2 separate regions of the Capsicum annuum genome follow, and region 2 is linked to region 1. Evidence: chromatin contacts called from public Hi-C data. All regions are on one chromosome and are shown on one strand. The core of a region is the stretch at or near the end of the contact, and the rest is flanking DNA. Distances in the headings are between cores, read along the strand shown. Region 1 holds the start of LOC107853519 (probable F-box protein At2g36090). Region 2 overlaps LOC107853524 (nicotianamine aminotransferase 1).

Evidence for each region. Hi-C and Micro-C count contacts between places; a contact is called where the count stands out from the background.
Region 2: a Hi-C map of leaf shows a contact between it and region 1, with 1.7 times the contacts expected there. The contact joins the enhancer-like site here to the promoter of LOC107853519 in region 1. A contact is called at or near these places in 2 of 5 Hi-C or Micro-C datasets (leaf and placenta).

What each region holds. Positions count from the first base shown.
Region 1 is chr9:154,175,834-154,183,053 of UCD10Xv1.1, reverse strand. LOC107853519 (probable F-box protein At2g36090) reads left to right here and starts at 4,095. Exons shown (of 3, transcript XM_047397049.1): 1 at 4,095-4,329; 2 at 4,466-5,557. The coding sequence starts at 5,449.
Region 2 is chr9:154,270,998-154,277,884 of UCD10Xv1.1, reverse strand. LOC107853524 (nicotianamine aminotransferase 1) reads right to left here. Exons shown (of 13, transcript XM_047396316.1): 10 at 6,541-6,696; 11 at 6,358-6,451; 12 at 4,339-4,473; 13 at 3,673-4,161. The coding sequence ends at 4,451. Among protein-coding and RNA genes, the nearest start is that of LOC107853524, 11 kb to the right of the region's middle. Within about 2 kb of position 2,899, at least 1 of the 5 cell types and tissues checked has an H3K27ac peak or open chromatin away from gene starts, as enhancers often do. A contact at or near this core is called in leaf, where this site is marked.

The DNA.
Region 1 (7,220 bases), core at 2,846-5,345:
TTACTTCATTTTTTTATTCTTCTTTTTTTTCCTTTCTCTACATCTTCTTTTCTTCATTCTCAATCTATTTTCCCCCTTTCTCTTCATCTTCTTTTCTTCAATCTCAAAAGCCAAAATGAACTCATTAAATTTTCTTTACTTTCTCTTTCCATCATTTTCTTCAATTTCAGAAATCAAAGAATACCCATTTGTCAATCTTTTTTTTTTTCTTTTTTTTTTTTTATTTTTCCAACTATGAAAATTGATGTTGAATTTATGATTGTACAAGATCTTTGGTGCTGATTTTTCATAATTTCCTGTGAATACCCACCTAATTTATTTTTTGTGAATACCGACCTGATTTGGTGATGATTTTTTAATTTCTTGAAATTCAAGAAATGTGAATTTGATTGTTGTTTATATCGGATGTGAAGAAAATCATAGAGTACAAGTCAGTAAAGATAAGATTGTTGTTTACTTCACAAGTTTAAGAGGTATGAGGAAAACCTGTGAGGATTGTTGTCATGTTCGAGTGATTCTAAATGAATTGAGTGTTAAAATCGATGAAAGAGATGTATTGATGCATTTGGGTTTCAAAGAGGAGCTGAAAGAATTGCTGGGAAATAAATATAGTGGAGGGGGATTGCCTAGAATATTTTTAGGCAAAAAATACATTGTGGAGCTGATGAAATACGGTGAATGAACGAGGATGAAAAGCTCAAGAAGTTTGTCGAAAACTGTGAAAGACTGAAGGATGGTGTTGTAAATAGAGGTTGTAATTGTAAGGCCTGTGGAGATATTAAATTTGTACCATGTGAGACATGTTCGGGGAGCTGTAAATTTTATTACGAAGAAGAAGACGAAGAAGAACAAGAAAAAATTAAAGATGATGAATATGGCTTCCAGAGATGCCCAGATTGTAATGAAAACGGGCTTATTCGTTGTCCAGTTTAATTTGTTGTGATTAAGGTTGATCACAAAATTATCTTGGTCTTTTTTTTATTTGGATTATTTTTTCTTTTCGGATGATGTTTGTTGTACAGTGAGGAGTTTTGATTAATATCAATATATATAAAATAATTTAATATATACAAAAAATATTAAAAATAAAGTTTTAATATTTTTCTGTTGCTCACTCTCTTTAAGAGAATGAAACACACTCTCTTTGCTACGTCAGCCTTTAGGGGTATTATAATTTCAGTTTTAAATAGTTAAGGGGGGTCATAGAACCCCCCGCAAAGTATAAGTGTGTAGTTGATATTTGGGGTAAAGGTTGGAGGAGTTTTGGGCCATTTTCTCTTTATTTTAATAATGAAATGCACCAACACAAAATTATATAACTTCAATATAAGTTACAACATGATCATTGTACTTGTCCTTTAAAACTTTTTAGTTTTTAGAAAATTTGAAAAGCAAATACCACTAATGGTATGAACTTTTTTAATTACAAGTGCAATGACATTCATATTAATAATCTAAATATTACTATAATACATGAATGGTACAATTACAATTTTGCATGTTTATACTAAAATGTTAATGCATACCAGGAAGTATGAAGATAAATCAAGAACAGATTGAAAGAAAATAGACATGTATACTCTTTCTGTTTGAGATTAAGAACACCATCGTTCTATAAGTCAGATGCCTCATGATAACTCTGATTCTAATAATACCAAAAGAATCACGAAATAATTTTTTATACCTTTATTGCTACCTCACTCTACATATTAGGTGCTCTAGATCTTTCTCTTTATGAGTTTCACAACACAACAAATAAAAGGCCCTCGATATTGATTCGTCAGATTGCTATCAGTAGAGAATTTATTGTATGGTAAAATCTTCATGAAAAATGAGATCTTAAATAGAAACTTTATATGCCATTTTTTTTATCAGACAAAGTCTTATTGTTCCTTATACTAAATTTGCTCCTAGCCTACCAAAAATAAAATTTCATGTTTGATTCATCCTATTCTACATCTCGAGATTCAGTCAAATTGGCCGTTGCAACTTACTATTACTATAAATTAACCAAAAAACACAAAATTCTAAACTTGGTAGCCTTGAACTTGAGGAAACTTATACATGAAGCAGTAAATTTTGATAGCATGGTTATATGGAATACAAATGCACATCCGTGATATTTTCTTAATCTTCACATCTACGTTAATGAACGCCTTTTCTTCAACTTATCTTGGAGTTGTACCTATTACATATAGCATAGACGAAAGAGTTGAAACCCAAAGAGGAGTAAGAGGAAAGTTCAAAATCAGCTAATTCTAAAGAAAATAAAATTTGACTAATATTCATGAGAAACTTTTGTTATTTCTAGTTACTTAATTCACTTTTTATTTTTATGAAAGCTGAAAAAATACTCATTCAGCGTGAAATAGAGAGTGTGGAGAAGGAGAACTAAAAGAAGGAAAAAGATAAGAGAGTTTTAATGTTTCTAGACTTACGTTTAGTGCGTTAGAAATACCAAGTAACGCACCATAACCAACAGATTAGACTACTTACTTCATGTATTAAGCCAATAATGAAAGGGTTGCACCATTGAATCGTCCTTGTGAGTCCAAATGGCATTGATTGCACGATAGATTCACATAATCTTGCTAGAAATTGATCTCTTCAATGTACTATTATTTTTTATTGTGGTTGTGCTGCCGCCGACAACGATGGTGAAAGAGATCGTTCCTATGTTTCTTGAAAGTTGAAGAGCAATTGAAGATTGTTCTGTTTAGAGATAGTTGTTTTTAGAATGTTTGAGAGAAAAATATTAGCTAAATATCAGCCAAACATAATTATTATTTTGTCCTCAATAGTGTGCATATCTATAGCTTTATCCTTGATCGTCCTGGAACTCATTCTTCCATACAATAAATAATATAATATATAATAATAAATATAATAAAATAGTAAATATAATATATATAATATAAATATAAATAATATATTAGTTTCGGGTGCCATCACTTTCCAATTTTGTAAACGAACAAGTAACAACATTATTACTCTATGATTTGAGTAAGTCAAGATTAATAGTATCCCTCCCCCCCCCTCCCCCCATTACGAACTACAAATACCACTAAAGAATGGTGCTGCTGATGAGTTTTTCCTTCTTAATTAGATGTTTCAATTTTGAATTTTGTGTATGAAAATTTTTTGATAGGGAGAGTTGTTATTTTCAAATGTGCCTTACCTAACATGAGTTCAAATTAGTCGAATATCAAACACCGTATTGATAAGAAAATTCTAAAAGTTATTCAAAGGTATATATTTGTTCACAATCAAATTTTAAAGTGATGAAAATACACTATAATCACAAATAAAATATGAAGAAATATAATTTTATTAATAAATAATATGGTACAATTTTATTCCTCCGTCGATTCCTCTCTCTTGATTATTATCTCCAAATTCGAAAGACAATAATAGCGTATTGCTTAAATATAGAATAATTTGAGCCTCGTTGTGATATAATTGATCACGAGGAACATTGAACAAACTTTGAGAAGGCATAATTTGATACTTTAATCTCTTTATGAATATTTGAGGAGTATGAGATATTCAAGATATTTTTTCAAAAACTAAAGTACCCTTTATATAGGCGTTAACTAGGGTTTAAGGTGAAATAGTTTCTAAAATTCTTATTAAAATTGGATTTTTTTTATAAAGTCACACAAAATATTAATCTCTAGAATATTTGTTAGCAAAAATGATTGCAAACATCGTTGAACCATTCAAAATAAATTAACTTTATCTTCTATTAGTTTTTTGCTAAAAATGCTCTCCTATTAGTCAAATAACTTCAAAATATCGTTCATATAAACAAAAAATAAAATAGTGAATATTTAGTTGAAAAATTAATACTGATAATTAAATTCTATATAAAATATATAAACCTGTCAGACATAACAAAAATAAATTTAACCTATAGTTCACTTATTTTTAACCTTTTTCCGTTGATATTATATGGTTTACATGGTTAAATTCGTGGGTGGGGTCCAAATAAGCTGCTCTTGTGACCAAAATACGTGGCAGAACAGTGGAGTTCTTGATTGTTCATTTGAAATGTCCACATAAATACTTGTTTTTCTGCATTATTGTGTCATATTGTGTTCTACAAACTTTTTGAGATTCATTTTGTTGGATTATTATCCACAATAATTACAAAGGGCCCTTATAAATATCTTCTTCTTACACTTTAAAGAAAGTGACTCTTGAACCCCTTTCTCTTCAATTACAATTTCTCTTCTTTTGTTCTTCTTGAATTACAAGTTTTGGAAATTTGCCCAAGATTATCTCCTTTTCTAGCAGAAGCAGTAGTTTGGTGAGCTCCACAGTTCCCAGGTGTGTTTACGCTTCATTTTTTTGTTTTTTATTTTCAAGATTTTGTGCTTTTTTACTTGGGATTATTTGTAGGTTTCTGGTTTTTGGTTAATTTAGTGACATTGATTTGTTGGTAAAGTTGCCTTCATGTCACCAGGAGGTGGTTACGGTTTCAAGCCGTGGAAACACAAGGTAAAACTAGTACAATTTGAGTTCAGGCCCGGCCCTTCTTTGAACCCGCACATAGTGGCAGCAGGCTGCCTGCCTTTTTTTGATTTGTTGGTGGAAAAATGTGTATGCTGCTGAAATTTTTTAATTCCCTTGTTATGTTGTTTAGTTTTGTTAGTTATAGAACCCAAGAAATTAGTGAAGGCATTTATTTGATTGGGAAAATGGTTTAAAGTTCAGTTTTTTTATTTTCACTAGAATGTTGCTTTGATGTTGAGCACTAAGGACGTCCTTTCTGCCACTAAATGTTTTCCATATTCAGCAACTAAACAATATTGTACTTAATGTGTCTGTTTATTCCTTGTTCTGACTCCTGAGTAAATGATGCTTTCACATGTTTTCAGGAGATTTTTTGGTATTAATAATTCCGTATTTTTGGGGATTAAAAATAAAGGCGTGGATGGGAGTGGGGTGAGGAAGACGTTTTGTACTGATAGTTCTGTTTTCCTTCAGACTTGTGGAACAGAAGGGGCTTTGGTAGTTAGATTTAAACTTGGTTTCATATTCAGGCGCAATTTAGCAACGAGTTTTGGGGGTTTGTTGTGACTTGTAAGAAAGCCTTTGAGATTGATGGTTTGATTATATTCCTACTTTGTTTTCTGATGCAAGGCAGCTGTTAATTTATTGAAGAATTTAGATGGCAAACTCACTTTTTTCCTTGCAAATTGGACTATATGTAGCTCAGTTTGGCAGTTGGACTATATCTTGACTTCATAGTCTCTGGTGGTTTTGGGTTAGCATTGGCTATAGTCAATTTGCGAGCATTGTCCTAGTTCTAAATTAGGATAGAACGTAATCTGTCACCTTCTGCCCCCCAGGTTTTGCACAAACTATTCAAGAAGAGTGTGTGATAATGCTCTTAACAAGAGGAAAAAAAAAGGAAGAAAATTAGAAGTGGAAGTAGAGAGAATAATGTTGGAGCTTGGATGGCCGTGGAAATTGGAACCTTCGCAAAAATGGATCAAAATTTCCCCTTTCACAGACCATGATCAATATTCAGCGTCAAAGCTTTTGTTTAGCGGTTAGTCAGCATTCAATATCTTGACATTTTACTATAAAAGTCCTTATCTTGTGGGACTGCTATTGGTCTTCCTTCATTACCTAGAGTCAGAATGAAACAGACAAGATACGACACTTGTTAGCTTATGACTGGCTGGTATGGTGAAGAAAAAGATCATCTCGAAAACCAAGATTTCCTTCAGTAACTAAAATTTAGAGATCTAGTATATTTATTAATCAGCCACAAGCCTTGAAATTATGCCAGCTTTTGACCATATCCAGTTCTCAGCCCAGTTTCAAGGTGTTTAGAGGTACTTGATTTCAGGAGTAGCTAGCTGCAAAAGAGATCTTAAAGTAGAGGACAACAAACAATCAGAGTTCCTTTGAGAATAGCGTGAAACACGAAAATGTTTTACTCTAATCAACTTTGAGGCCAAACATTGAAATTCCTTCTCTAATATTATCTTATTAAATGGCACCCAAGGGTGTGGCCTAGTGGTTCAATGAAGTTGGGTTGAGCACCATTTGGTCTCAGGTTCAATTTCCAACAGAGACAAACACTAGGTAATTTCTTCCCATCTTTTCTAGCCTTGGTGGACAGAGATGGTGGACAGAGATACCTGGTACCTGGTGCTGGTGGGAGGTGGCAGGTATCCCGTGGAATTAGTCGAGGTGCGCGCAAGCTGGCCCGGACACCACGGTTGTCAAAAAAAAAATCTTATTAAATGTGAGTGGAATTGGATTGCCATAGCTTTAAGTTCAGCATCATTTATATCAATTAACAATTGCTCAAGGAATACTAATGTATTGAATTTTTGTTAGAGATAACCTTCTAATATAATTGCCAATGTGACTTATAAAAAAGAATTGCCAATTTTTGATTTAGAACTAAGAGGAGTCTGAATGTCTGATGCCAGTTACAGGGTCAATGAAGCTGCAATAGTCGAATGTGTAGGTATTGTATTTGATCTAACTTTCAAATATAATTGCCAATGTTGATTTTGAAACAAGAGGTGTTCGATTGGTTCATGCAAGATGAGTCTGATTTGGTCGTGAGTGTATTGCATCCTTATAGCACAAGAAGATTTGGATACCTTAGAGGTCTATTAAGCTCCTAGGCGTTTACCATAAGATCGTACCAGAGAGAACAGGAAATTTTCTTATCTACTCTGAAGGGTAAGATGATTACTTTTACTAATGCCATGCTTTCTGAATTTGATTAGAAATTATGTGGGACCACATAATTTTTTGCCTTTGTCGCCTAACTGGACTCTAGGATGGCTCTATGATTTAGAAATTGAACAACAACATATCCAGTGTATTCCACATAGTGGGGCCTGGGGAGGGTAAAATACATTCCATACCACTACCTCAGAAGCGAGATAGAGAGGCTTGATTTAGAAACTGAAACGTGTATAAAATTCTCTCTGTCCCCCCTTTTTCTTTGACGATGTATTATTTTAAGCCAGCTTGTTATTTCAAAGTTATGGTAAAATGTGGATTCTACAGATTCATAGGTCTCTTAGGGTTACGATATTCAAGGATTTTGTTTGGGCATTTTAAGTAATTTATTATGTCATTAAATGTTCTTAGAATATGGATTTCATGGTAAGAATGAGAACTTTTCAGAAAGACAGGGGGAATTCGATTGGGCATCGTAAATAAGTCACAATGTCATAAAATGT
Region 2 (6,887 bases), core at 1,650-4,149, 96 kb before region 1:
AGAGAAATGAAGAGGGAGCTGCTCTGTTGGACTTTGCGAGGTCCTTTGGGTTGGTAGTGGTGAATTCGACCTTTCCGAAGAAGCACGATCATCTGATCACCTTTCGAAGCACAATGGCCAAGACCCAAATTGACTTTTTGATGCTTAGGAAAGGGGATAGGGTGTTGTGTAAGGACTGTAAAGTCATCTCGAGTGAGAATCTTTCGACCCAGCATAGGCTCTTGGTGATGGACTTATGTATTAAGAAAGACAAGAAGAGAAGGGGTGAGGAGGGTAGACCTAGAATTAAGTGGGGCAGTTTAACACCGGTGAATGCGCGGGAGATAGTGGAGAAGGTGAAAGGTATGTGGGGTGGGAGTGTAAGGGGGACGTGGATGGTATGTGGGATACAGTGGCTAGGTGCATCAAGGAGACTACTAATGAGGTGTTGGGTATGTCCAGGGGCCGGGCCGGTCATTGTCGGGGGGATTGGTAGTGGAATGAAGAAGTTAAGAAGAAAGTGGAGACTAAGAAGGAGACGTATGCTAAGTTGGGTGAGAGTAAGGATGAAGATGAGAAGCTGGCTAATAGGGAGGAATACAAGATAGCTAGGAAAGAAGCTAAGTTGGCAGTTATGGCGGCTAAGACGACAGCGTTCGAGAGATTGTATGCGGGGTTAGAAGAGAAAAGAGAGGAAAAGAGATTGTTTAGGCTTGCAAAGGCTAGGGAGAGGAAGGGTCGTGACCTCAACCAGGTGAAGTGTATTAAGGGGGAGGATGGTAGAGTGTTGGTGGAGGATGACCACATTAAGAAGAGATGGTAGTCGTACTTTAATAGGTTATTAAATGATGAAGGGGATAGAGATATTGTGTTAGGGGAGCTGGAGCACTCAGAGGACTGTCGTGATTTCAGTTATTGTAGACGTTTTAAGGTAGAAGAGGTTAAAGAAGTTGTTCGCAGGATGCGTAGGGGTAGGGCGACGTGGCCTAATGAGATTCCTGTGGACTTTTGGAAGTTTTCTGACGAAGCGGGCTTTAGGTGGTTGACTGACTTGTTTAACGACATTTTTAAGTCGGGAAAAATGCCCGAAGCTTGGAGATGAAGTACAATGATCCCTCTTTATAAGAACAAGGGTGACATTTAAAGCTGCAATAATTATAGGGGTATTGAGTTATTGAGCCACACTATGAAAATTTGGGAGAGAGTGGTCGAGTTGAGATTGAGAAGGATAGTGTCTATCTCGGAGAACCAGTTTGGATTTATACCCGGGCGCTCAACGATGGAGGTGATTCACCTAGTGCGGAGACTGGTGGAGTAGTATAGGGAAAGGAAGAAAGATCGGGACATGATGTTTATTGACTTAGAGAAGGCGTACGACAAAGTCCCTATGGAGGTTCTTTGGAGATGCTTGGAGGTGAGCAAGGTTCCCATGGCGTATATCAGAGTAATCAAGGACATGTATGATGGAGCCAAGACTCAGGTGAGGACGACGGGAGGAGACTCAAAGCATTTCCCTGTCGTTACAGGCCTCAAAGCATTTCCCTATCGTTACAGGGTTGCACCAAGGATCTACCCTTAGCCCGTTCTTGTTTGCTTTGGTGATGGATGTGTTGACGCGACGTATTCAAGGAGAGATGCCTTGGTGCATGCTTTTTGCAGATGATGTAGTTTTGATTGACGAGGGGGGGTGAATGATAAATTAGAGGTGTGGAGATAGACCTTTGAGTCTAAAGGGTTCAGGTTGAGCAGGAGCAAGACAGAATATTTGGAATGCAAGTTTAATGACTTGAGGCAGGAAGACGAGGTGGTAGTAAAGTTGGATTTCCATGCAGTGTGTAAGAGGGATAGTTTCAAGTATCTTGGATCCATGATTCAGGGGAATGAAGAGATTGACAAGGATGTCTCCCACCGGATTGGGGCGAGATGGATGAAGTGGAAGCTCGCCTCGGGGGTGTTGTTTGATAGAAAGGTACCGCCTAAGCTTAAAGGCAAATTCTATATGGTGGCAGTCCGTCCGGCCATGTTGTATGTAGCGGAATGTTGGCCAGTCAAGAACTCTCACATTCAAAAATTGAAGGTGGCGGAAATGCGGATGTGTGGGCTTACTAAGGGTGACAGAGTTCGAAATGAGACTATTCGAGAAAAGGTTTGAGTGGCTTCGGTGGAGAACAAGATGCGAGAAGCCCGTTTGAGATGGTTCGAACATGTAAAGAGAAGGGCCACAAATGCCCCAATTCGAGGTGCGAGAAGCTTGCTTTGGATGGTTTCAGGCGGGGTAGGGGTAGGCCGAAGAAATACTGGAGAAAGGTTATCAGGCGGTACATGAAGCAGTTACAACTCACAGAGGACATGACCCTAGATAGGAAGATCTGGAGGGCACGGATTAGGATAGAAGGCTAGTGCCTTTTTGGGTTGCTGGGGTAGGGCATTACTTGGTAGGGTATTATTCTTGTTATGACACCTTGTTGCATGCTTTATTACGAGTTTGTTTACTGCTCTTTGATTATTATTCCTTGTGGGTGGCGTGGGTATGTACTGTCATCTTGTTCCATGCTTTATTAAGGATTTGTGTATTATTCTGTGTCTTGAGCCGGGGGTCTATCGAAAACAGCCTTTCTACTTCTCCGAAGGTAGTGGTATGGACTGCGTACATCTTACCCCCAGACCTCACTATGTGGGAATATAATGGGTTTTTTGTTGTTGTTTAATTTAAAGCAAAATGAAGCAGATTTTACCATCTTTAGAAAAAAAAAAAAAAAAAGCTCAACACTATCAAGCATGTCCTTTGTTCAAGCACATGAGATTCACACTATCAGTTAGCATCACTGGATTGATTCTGAAGTGTAGAAATTACCATTTAGAACGGATTTCATACAAAATAGAATAGAGTAGAGGATACATACATTGGCAATAAACTGAATATTTTAGGATGATATGTGATTCTCATCCAAATAAGCTTTATTTATCCAATTCATTGTGTTGCTAAGAAGTTGTGTACCCATAAAGGATAAAGCTCTAAAATACCGAATAGCTCTTTTCTTACGAGTACTCTAAGCTACATAAGTTACACAATAGCATTAGCTGGACACCTATGGCTAAAATTTTTGTGGATGAAATGGTTATACATTAAGATAATGAAAAGAACAGTTACTATAACTTTGAGGAGATATTCAAGATAGCAACACACAGACAAATGAGGAGATATTCAAGATAGCAACACACAGACAAATGATTTTCGTTCAGTTTTGGACCCAGCAGAATAGAAAATATATTCTTTCAGACTTTAGTAGCAAGAAATCTGACATGTCGCTGGAAGGTTACCTCCAAAGCCCCAATCACAAAGGAATTACCAAATTATGATCATAATTAAAACAAATCCAGGCCAGATTAACACTACAATTGCAAATCAACAGTAGAAGTTCTTATTTTTTTTTAACTTCATCTATAACTTGAAAAATATAGTAGTCGTTGATTGAGGCATAATTGTTGTAATAGTTGTTGCTAGAATTTGAAAAGCACAAAAGAAACTATTCACTTGGTTTAACCCAAAGATGAGGATTTAAAACATCCATAAAAGAGAAACAGAGCTTCACAAGAACATATATATTTTTCTTCTTAATAAGGTACGTAAACTCAAAAACATACATATGAACTACGAAGTCTCAAAAAAGTAATAGTTATAAAGCAGAAGAATTTCACAGGGAGGACACATAGTAACTTGACACTTCAAGGCAAACAAGACATGTAATTTATAATTGTTTTTGCTACAGAGATAGTAAACAATGACATACCTAGTGTAATCCCACAAATTTCACAAGTGGGTCTTGGGAGGGTTACGGTTAGCAAACAAAAATTACATAAAGAGGTAATCATCAAATTTTTTTTATTGGTGAGATAAAGGATGACAAAATAGCTATAGCTCTAACACCTTCAAGTTAACAGTTAAATTTCAGTACTTGCATTCAGTATCTAACTTGATGTGAAACCATTTTAAATCCATATTTTCTTTAGGTTTGATGGGTCTGGAGAAAAATGAATATAGGCAAACATCATGTAGAGTGAGACAACTTTTCTGGACCTGTGATTAACCTTTTTCAAGATGTAGAGAAAATAGTGAAATGTTTCTCCAAAAGCATTCCACTCAACAGACCAGGTAAGCTCAGGATGATTAAAGAATGACACCTGCTGAAATGTGGATGGTCAATAAAAGCAAAATGCAATTTAGAAGCATATAGCAACAGAATTAGGAAGAACCAGGCTGTGAGAAAAGGTATGAATTAAAAGAGATAAGTTTTTGGTTACATCATGCTGTTCTTACTATTTACAAATAAAAAATAAACCTAAAGTTGCTCTTACTACCTGGCCAAACGTGATAGAGATAATTATGCCCTCAGTTTTCAGAACTCTATGAATCTCATGAAGCATTTTTTTCACTTTCCCCAGTATCGAAAGGTGGGGATTCCAGGGGTCACTACTGTCCACGAACAACACATCCTTCAAGGTCAAACAACATACATTTTCAGTAAGGAAGTTCGGAAACCTACATATAAGAGCTTGTAGGAATTTTGTCAAACACATAGAAGGCGAAGGGTCATGAAAAAATATAAATACTACACCATAGTGCGATATTATGATAACTACGACGAAACTATCCCATCGAAAAATCATTAGAAGATCAGCAAGTGCATATCCAAAAAGAAATTACAAAATCATTCATTATGTACCCACCAAATCTAAAAAAGAAACAATCAGAAAATTAGGACTAAGATGAAGCGTAAACATATCTCAACTCCTTAATAATACCAAAACACACAGCAACATCCACCACAACGACCTGTGTTTACAAAGAACAATTGAAGAGACGGCGGAGAAAAGAGAAAACATCAAAAATGAAACTTACCAAATAACTATACAAAGATCCTTACTTGTGAGAGAGTACTTCTAATGTACTTATTAGAGAGTTTCTCCATTGTTGATCTATGGAGAAAAGTAAAATAGCATATTTGTTGTTTGTGCAGAATGAATATGAGGAAGATGATGATTCTAGAGTCACAGACATAGGATATTTGCTAGTGTGAATTTACCGCATTACCCTTGATAATCCTAATTCATCTTTCTATACAGTAGTAACTAGATAGTTATGCTCGTACTATGCACGGGACCAAACTCCATGCTCCATATAAAAATAATAATATTCAAATTATTTTCCCGTACAAATTACAAGAAGGCATAATGTTGTTATTCTCTTTTGGTTTACCATAATATCGCACTATGGTTTAGTATTTATATTTTTTACTTGATATTATGCTTTACTTGGTACTGCCTCGACCTCTTCTATTCCTAAGACCAAAGGCTTTGGTGGTTGTTAAACTGCATGATAAATATTTTAAGTAACTATCGTTTAAACACTGATGATTTGATATCCACAGCATACAAATGTAAATGAATCCATCTACATTAGTCATTAACTTGTATGTAAATTCCTCTCCAAAACGTGAGACGGATAGAAGAAACTACAGAAGCTAACTATTCCCCTTTGAGATGGTTCCTCCATATGCAATCAACATTTAATACGAGATAGTAGTATCCCAGCAAAAATAGAGTTCACATTGACTTTTTTATTAAAAATCAACCATGTTTACAGTATCCTAAATACGTAAGCATTAATAATTCATTTCATAAAGTGACTTGGAATGTTAGATAAGCAAATAGTTCACTTACACACTAGATCACTTTGCTGCAAAAGTTACATAATGAAATACTATTGTTTTGGGATTCACGCTAAAGTCCAAAATCTTGTAAAGACCAACTTCACTAATATGTCATGGTACATTTATATTTATGGGTATGTGGTAGTTCCCAGGTAATTGATCAATTACGACTACTTGAATAGGAAATGTTGTTCATGCTGTGAATCAATGCACCAACACAAAAACTACACAAATTTCATGTTCATACAAGATGGCACATTCATGGAGTCTAATAAAATTTGACGAATGTCTGCCTTTGCATCAGCCGCAATGATACTCGGACATGAATATACCTCAGTTTTAATGGTTGGACTAAACTATATATCACCCTAAGTGATCACTAGCCTGACAGATATTATATGTATGGACGATTTCTGTCTGTCCCGCGGGAACTTTCTGAATTAGATGCAATTAAAGGCTTGTTGGCGTGATAAAAGAATCTAATTATGACCCGTGAATACGAATTCTCTAATGACTAAAAGCATATGAGAAATATTCCAAGACGTCAAAAAAATAATGTAATTTGAAAAGATAGTCCTCCGCGAAAGAGACATTTGTTCGAGTAAGAAAACCTATCTACTGTTTTCAACAACTTTATTAGCTTTGTAAGAGATCTGTTTTCTTTTACCAGGTAAAATCATCAAAGATTCTTCCTTAGCCAGCTTGAAATAAAATTCCAAGTCATCTTCGATGTCTTCGAGAAGGTTCAAATGAAGCTTGACCTACAGGGCGGAAAAGACCTCCATTAGACTATTGATTACATGTTCTAATCACAAGCTAATGGCTAATTAAGCTTTCATTTTTCTCTTACCATCACAAACATAGATCCTTCAGGTTTACTTGGTGAAGTGATGCAAGGAATATCCTTGATTCTACCATAACAAATATCTGCATCTTCTCTTAACATATTTACTATTTTAGAGAAGAAATCATCTTTTGTTTTTTGAAGGATCTGAGGAATTGCCCCCTGTCGAAGTAAGAACAAAAAGAAACAAGATACCTCAGTAAGAGATGTAGACAATTACACCTATACAACTAAATTCTTAAATCACTATTCTGTTAGCTTTCAAATAAGAACCAGAAATATGTTTACATAATGCAAAGAGTTGTTAGACCAAAACAAAATTCAGTTCTTTGGCAACTCCATTTCATATTTCA